2 separate regions of the Gossypium hirsutum genome follow, and region 2 is linked to region 1. Evidence: chromatin contacts called from public Hi-C data. All regions are on one chromosome and are shown on one strand. Each heading gives the region's core, a stretch centred on a gene start, on an enhancer-like site or on the middle of the called end of the contact. The rest is flanking DNA. Distances are from core to core; before and after follow the strand shown. Region 1 holds the start of LOC107921221 (thaumatin-like protein 1b). Region 2 holds the start of LOC107922242 (CTL-like protein DDB_G0288717).

Evidence for each region. A called contact is a pair of places that touch in the nucleus more often than the background predicts.
Region 2: a Hi-C map of leaf shows a contact between it and region 1, with 2.1 times the contacts expected there. The contact joins the promoter of LOC107922242 here to the promoter of LOC107921221 in region 1. A contact is called at or near these places in 9 of 34 Hi-C or Micro-C datasets (callus, hypocotyl, leaf and 2 more).

The regions. Positions count from the first base shown.
Region 1 is chrD01:54,669,151-54,673,199 of Gossypium_hirsutum_v2.1, reverse strand. LOC107921221 (thaumatin-like protein 1b) reads right to left here and starts at 2,127. Exons shown (of 4, transcript XM_041087431.1): 1 at 1,653-2,127; 2 at 880-1,573; 3 at 294-397; 4 at 1-173. The coding sequence starts at 1,713. It overlaps LOC107921222, which reads right to left. Exons shown (of 3, transcript XM_016851102.2): 2 at 3,046-3,451; 3 at 2,236-2,968. The coding sequence starts at 3,451. The coding sequence ends at 2,463.
Region 2 is chrD01:54,863,001-54,867,034 of Gossypium_hirsutum_v2.1, reverse strand. LOC107922242 (CTL-like protein DDB_G0288717) reads right to left here and starts at 2,223. Exons shown (of 3, transcript XM_016852162.2): 1 at 869-2,223; 2 at 1-11. The coding sequence starts at 1,941.

The sequences.
Region 1 (4,049 bases), core at 878-3,377:
TGACAGTAAAAACTTGGAAACCTTTTGTGTATCAGTATAAAAACAAAATGTGTACAATATTTGTGTGGCAAACGTGAAATCCCAATATCTGTAGGCAATATGCAAATTTATGTTGCCGCTCATTTTAATCCAGCGTATAGAATGTCTCCCTTCAGTTGAGCTAGTCCTTGCTACTACTTGCCTGGAAGTGTCCAGGCCAAATGTTAGTCACAAAGTTAAAATAAGTTGCCAAAAGAGGAAAATAGCCATTGTAAAAGAGGCTGCAGGGACAGTAGATTGCAGTTGGAGCAGACCTGATAGTGATGCCCCATTTGCATGTAGGCTGGATATGTATATCATACTCTTATTTACAAGCGGTAGCAGCGCTCCATCCTTCCTTGCACCAAACACTTTCTGACTGCAAAAATTATCCATCAAACACTAATCAATACTTGGTCTACAAAATGGCTGCCATACGACATATGAAAAAAGACAAACCATCCATGTAAGATCCAGTTATAGCACATGAACAACAACTAGAAGGCCTCCAAGATCCAGCTGTATCAAGGTTCCTTTTTCCCAAATACAAACACTATGCACTACTCTTTTATTTTTCTTTTCGTTCTGTTTTTTTCATAAATTTTAACCAGACAATCATTGAATCTCCGATGTATAATGGCATTGAATTTAATAATCTGGAAAAAGAAACAACTTTTTAAAACCCATTATGTTTAAGAAGCATCGCAAAGTCACCGCTCTGCACTTCATCCACAAAATACGCCGAATTTTCTGGAACATGACAGCGTGGCACTCATGAAGTCGACAAGTAACAATTACAAAGCAAGCAAACTTAACTAAAACATTAAAGATGGGGAATGTTGATTGGTTGGTGAAATTCACCTGGTATAAGGAGGAGGGCAGAACATGATGACGTAATCAGCGCCGGCACACGTGTACGTACTCGTGGTATCGTCGTACGCATAGCTATACGCGCGTGGGCAAGCATGCTTGAAAAACAACGAGTATCTGGATGGCCGACAAACGTTAGGCGTTCCGAACGGCCCGCTGCAACAGTATTCGGGATCTCCGAACGCTTCACACGCGCTCCTACACCCCACGCCTCCACCACCATTTTGACGCGCAACGCGTAACTCAGATGGACAAGCACCGTTGAGGTCCAATAAGCAACCTGTGGCGCTACAATTCCCGCCTTTACCTCCCTTGACCACTATCAACATCGGCAAATTGTAGCCGTCCACTAAGCTGACGTCGTAAAAGTCTAATCCTCCGGCACCATTTAACGTAAATTCCGCGAGAGTGGCTGGCGGCTTGGCGCCATTTCCGGAACATTCAATTTGGCCGGAGCCGCAATCGCCGCTTTGACAAACGAATTTACGGGAGGAATCGACGCCGCAAAGGGTTCGACCCCAGAGTCGACCGGACCAAGACTTTGGTATTGTCACTGTTCTTGATTTGCCGGGTTTTAGAACGAAGCCGGTTGTTGTAAGATGAGCAGTGTTGGCGCCAGATAAAAAACCCGGCCATATCGTGTGGCGGCACTTGTTGACGATCTTGAAAGAAGCTGGATTCACTTCTGCGATTGAAAACAAGGGTCTGTGTCAGTGATTGCAGAGCAAAGAAAAAAAAATGGAGTCTTTGAAGGTTTTATTTACCTGAGAAGAAGGAGATGAAGAGGAGCAAAACAAAGGTGGAAGAGAGATGACGACGATCCATTGTTGATGACTTAAAGATTAAAAAATGGAGTTTGAAGTTAAACAATTGCCAAAAAACACTAGAGAACTTTACTTTTTCTTGGAGGACATAGCAGGGAGAGTGGGACTTCCAGAATGTGTTTGTGGGGTTTTTGCCTTTAGGCTTTTGGTTTTGGTTTAGGGTTATTTTGTTAAATACTCAAATCTCGAAGTTTTTGTCTTTGTTGTTCCGGGCATTTTCACGTTCCTTTCTTTTCAAGCAAAGGTATATATGTACAGAAAACTGTATTTTATTGGCCTTCTTTATGCTAACTTTTTTTCGCTGAAGCATTGATATAATCTGGTTTGTGATGGTTTAACACTTGAAATGCCTGCCTTTGACCAAATAAACAAGCAAGCAAACCCTGTTCTTGTTTGGAATGTTCAATTGGCTGGTGAAGAGTTCAGTGCCCTGTTTTGGCAACGAATGCTTGATGTAAACTTATCGTAAACTCAAGCTTAAGCATACAAATATAGTGGAGATTCCTAAAGTGAAAGCTCAAAATGGAGAGTTACAAGGTAAAAATGTTTCAAAATTTCAACCGGAAATGATGATATTTATGTGTCGAAATGGACCAAATAAAGAAGGAAACGAGTTTCTTAACCCACAAGGTAACAGGTGTTGCATATGAGTATCAGTACTCACAAGCAGAAGTGGATCTGCAACAAAAGAGGTATAACACTCGCGAGTGGAAGTGAGCCAATTGTTTCTAATCTATTTCGATTCTCAGGTCACGATGCTTGCCATATAGACCTCAACCAAATCAACCGCCGAGGCCCTTTAATTGTCATGAATGCAATTGCGTTTTTATCGTCTTTGAGAACATTGACAGACTTTGTAAACTCAGCATCATCCAGTTCTTCAGCATCATCCAGTTCTTCTAAATGCTGCAACTCTTCCAGGCACTTATGATACAATGTTCTCTCGTTTGATGCATCTCTTTGTAAAGCTCTCATCTTGACAGCTGAAAACATCTCGTATATGGCGTTCTCTATCGGCTCACCAGCATCATAGCAGACCTTTTTCTTATGAGCTGAAGCTCTTGGAGCCACAGACTTTCGTTTCTTAGGTTGTTTGTCACTTATTCGAATTATCGAATCAGAATCAAGGGTACCCTCAACCACTTGTGTCGGTACATTAGTTGGCTCTGAAGATCGAACTGTCTCTGTGTTGCTATTCCCCTCTTCAGTTATAATTGGAGCCGTGTTCGGCATGGATTTGCCGGTAGTTCTTTCGCCTGCTCCGCAAGTTAAAGAAGATTGTTTTAGAAAGCAACTATGGGCAAATAGTCATAATCTAATAAAGTAATATTACCTTCAAATATGATAGACATTTGTTTATAGAGAGGAAAGCTCTTGCGTCGGAAGGGTCTTGCTTCACTTCGTACCGCGATATAGTTGTCCCAAACTTTGTCATCAGCAACCACCATTTGTCGAGTTTCATCCCAACCAAATCCATTATGTCCGAGTAGGGTTTTAACAACGCCATAATCTTTTTTCATCACATTGTAACGGTTTTTTATTTGGTTTTCTTCCAAATTCATGCCGAACTTGTTGTTAAAATCACGCGTAACAGACCGAATAACATCGTTCTTGAATTCATTATATGCAGTTCGTCCACAATTGTGCTGCTCGATGAAAAGCTCAACCAGAAATGCATCCCGAGACGGAGTCCATTCTGCTTTGGCCCTACATACAACTCCTTCCTGTGTTGCTGACATCTGTATGAAGAAATAGTAATATAAACCATTGACTCAAAGAATTGAGCTGTATACTGATTACTGAGGCATGCTTTGAATCAAGTCTGATTTGGAAATAGTTCATTAGGATTTCAAATGACCTCATCTAAAAAATTTGTGTATTTTACCAAGCACATGATTACAATATCTGTTATATGAATATTCAAGGGCTAAAATCCGTATAGACAAAGATTAGTAACAAAACTGAAAACAATGTTCCAGCATCAAGCTCATCAAAACTAAACCCTGGTTTGATACTTTGTGTGTATCAATGCAGTGAAAACCACAGATTACAACCCTTGATTAAATTTTTCATATACGACCAATAGCTTAATCACAACCACCAATTGTTCAAAAGAGTGACAACTCTTTAAAAGAAAACAAAGAACTTTGTGAGAGACTGACAGCGCTCTGTTTCCCTTCAACAAACAGCAAGCAATAGAATTGAAGTAGAAACCAAATTGCTAATGAATATACACAGAAAGCTTTCTATCAGTCAGTTGGATATCAGAAAAAGGAATTCAGAAATGTTTAAAATGCAAAAAGAAAAGAAGCATATTGGCTCTTTGGTTTTCTTGGC
Region 2 (4,034 bases), core at 974-3,473, 190 kb before region 1:
CAAATGCATTTCTGCACGTTTTTAGAACCAAAAGGGTTAGAAACGTTAAATTTAACTATTCTGATAATCAATAGACACGAGGGATGCCTTGAAAGTATGTCCATTTCGATTATCAGTGTTGCAGATATTTCATTAAGACATCTTTCAGAAATTACCTTACCAACATTAGGAAATAGTGTCCTGGCTAGTCGAAAAGAAGCTAAAAGGCAGCCTAATCTCAATCAAAAAGGACCTAATCTTAGAAAAGAAGTCAACATGCTGTATTTTGGCATGGCAATTTCAACAAAGAAACTAGAGAAGTAGCTCTCTTTTCATGGCAATCTAGCCCTCTATAGAGATGCATAAAGGAACTAAATGAATTTCATATACTAACATAAAAGTCCATTCCAAGAAACACCAGGAGGAGAGGAACACACTCTGAGTTGTTGTTAGGAACAAGATCGTTGACCATTCTTCACTCCATTCAATCAAATGCAAAACAATGTTGTCAAATTGAATCCACAAGTCCAAACCAAAGTGAATTATCACGATTGTGATCTTCCATACTCAAGTACAAATACTATACTCATATACATCATGCAGCTATCAACCATACTAAAATCGATGTTATCAACTATGTGCCATTACAATTATCCTAAGCTTTATCACCAAGATCATAATCTTTGATAATTAATCTATTTAAACAGTCAGGTATTCATAATGTAAGCATGCATCCAAAGTTCAAAGCAGCCACTCAGAAACACAAAAATATAAGTTCCAATTCAAGCTTAGTTTGAACTACCCTCACAAAGAAGCACAAATCATCTATAATAATATATTGAAATGCAAAGATCTTTATTCAGAAAAGCTAAAAACAGTAGCAAGTTACCTCAAAGATCTCCTTATGCTCCGGTGAGGTTTCGTATCATCTTTGGAGAAGTACCACTGAGCAATGGTGCCACTGGTAACATAAACCTGAGCTTCCACCATACTGGTCAAGGACCACAACATTGTCAAAATAGCCAATGTAAAATAAGCAGGCACCCAGCTATCTTGTTTCCAAACACAAGTATACTCCCCATTCGATTCTTTAGCCACAATTTTCCCATTAAACCTAGAAAACACCAAGAACACAACAATTGACGCATAATAAGCCAACAATCCAACGGTCAACAACGGTATCACCAAAAACAACCCTAAATTCCTCGAAAGCGCATCGGAAGCAACCCCGATAATCCTCACAGTCAACTCGATCCGATGCCAATTAGCCACAATGATCCAAACAATAACCCCAACTATTAACAAAATGAAAATAAGCACCAGAATTCTATAGACCAAAGGGAAAGCATCACTACAAGAAGAGCTCAAGGTACAAGCAACGAACCAATAAACATCAAAGAAAACCGGCATGATTATAAAGAAAGGAAGCAAGACATAAACGATCTGCTTGGTGTAGTGTTTGAGTAATAAAAGCAAAAGCAAACATATGGGTACACTTAAAACTGAAGTTATCACAAGGGTCCATACTAAATACGTCCAAAGACTGGAACTTGACAACGCAAAAAATGAAGTTTCAGAGACCCATAATTGACTTGATAAAAAGGAAGTATCTTGAACGCACGAAGTGGAATTGGAATCGTAGGTGAAGGCCGAAACGTTGGAGTAGTTGCCGTTTCGATGGAAGATTGAGAAAATACCGAAAGCGAAAGTGCAGAGGACGAAGAGAAGGAAGAGGATGAGGAAAGGGAGGTCTTTGAAAGGTCTGGGCCCGTAATTGAAAGAGATCTGGAGGGACTGAGTTGGGTCGGATTCGGAGGGGCCGGATTGAGGTGGTTCTTCGATTGGAGGAGATGGGTAGGCAGAGCCGGTGGTGGGTTTGAAGAGGAGAGGTTCGGTGGAGGAAGCGGCGTCGTATAGAGATGTGGGTTTGGAAGTGGTGGTATCTTCTTCCGTGCTGCCCATCGCAGCGACGAATCAAGGGACGGAGAAAACAAAACAACCGTGGGGAGAGACGTTTTATCTGATTAGCAAGAAGAAATTTTAGGACTTTGGCTTTCAATAATTATTGTTTTGTTCGTTTTAGTACTTTTTGGGGGGATTTATTTAATTTTAAATTTATTTGGGGGTTTTTGTTTGACTGTTTGTTCATGGAATGGAAGCCGAATTACTAAACTGAGAGCTGGAGAAGAAGATGAGTGGGTTTGGACCGTTTGGTCGTGGTGGAACGGAACTGTTGAAGTGCCACGTGGAACTATTCATTACTAAAATAAATATGAGATAAGTCCATTATTTTCGGGTGAACTATTACTTAAAAATGTCAAAGAAATATAGTTTTTTTTAAATAATTATAATTAAATTTCAATAATATATTTTTAATTATTAGAAAAACACTAAGTGAATTTAACAAGTGTACATAATGAAGTAGTTGGAGTTGATGACCACGATTCATGGTATCAAAAAGCAACAACAAAGGCGTTCAATCCATTTTTGTTTTTTCATCTTGTTAATTTTAGTATTAAAGTGGTAATTTATGACAGATTTTGTCACTCTTAGATCAATCCTTTTTTTCTTGTGATCTAAGGGAAAGATTATACCTACTTGGTGATTTACCATAACATAAAATTATCTTTACTTAATACATTATCAAATATATTATATTTTTTATTTCATTTATTTAACTCAAATATAAAATCTTATTATTTAAAGTATGAAAAATATTATTACACAAAATGTTATATTTTCTCAACTAAAAGTAGTACGACAAAATGTTATAGAGTAGACATGCTAAATTTTCTCAACTAATAATAATTAAGTTATCATTATCGGTTGTAAAGAATATAGTTTTATATATATTTGATTCTCTAATTTTATAAAAAAAATTATTTTAGTATTTTATTTAATTTTGACCTAATTGCATAAAATACCCTCAACGTTTATAGATTTTTAGGTTTGGGCCCTTAATCCCTTTTTTTATTGACATCCTCAATATTACGATTTTTTAAAAATTAGTCTAATTTTAACGGTAAACGTGAGTTAACCGTCAATCAAATGACAAGTTAACGAAATAACCTATGTGTCATGTCACATTAGCACAATGTTATAGATGACATCATCAAAACAATTTTCTTTCCCATATTCTTTCTTTCTCTCTTCCCTTCTCATTGTTGCTCCAATAAAACATTTTTTTCTCAACGTTTTCCCAAATTTTCTCTCTTTCCAAACACCCAAATTCAAATTGAAAATACATATTTCAAAAAATAAAGAATAGAAATTAATAAATTACAAAAGATGATTAAACTCACACAAAATTATTTTTGAAACAAACAAAGAAATGGCAGACTCAATCTTAAAAAAATGAAAAAGGAAACATTAACGTTGAAGTAGTAGAACAAGAAAAGTTTCATTGTCTTTCTCTGTTCAGTCTCTGTGATTAACTTGTGAGCTAACTGAATTTAACTCAAGAGAGAAAAAGAATGAATCAGGAAGCGTTTATTTATAGCTTCATTGCTCGAGGAACAACGATCTTGGCTGAATACACTGAGTTCACTAGGAATTTCCCAGCAATCGCAGCTTAGTGTTTGCAGAAACTCACTTCTTCCAACAACAAGTTTACTTACAATTGTGATCACCATTCCTTTAATTTTCTTGATGAAGATGATTATGGTAATTCCCAGAACTTTGATCTTTTTCTTTCTTTCTCTGTTTTTTTTCCAGAAACAAATAGGATTGTGGAAGGTTTAAAAGCTGAATTTTGGAGGTTAAAGTTGATAGATCTAGCTCAATTAGTATAAAATGGGATGTGGAATTTGCTGAATTTTTGTTAAAACACTAGAAAGTTAGCTTCTTTTTGTTGTAGGGATTCGTTTTATTCCATTTGGCTGGTGAGAAACTGAAGAAAATGGTGGTGTGCATATAAATATAAATATATATGTATCTATATTATGTTTTAATGGATTTCATTAGTTTGCATGCTCTTTTGGATGTTTGTTATATGCCATTTTATTAATAAAGATGTGTTGATTAGAAAAAAAAACTAATAACTCATGGAGGCGTTG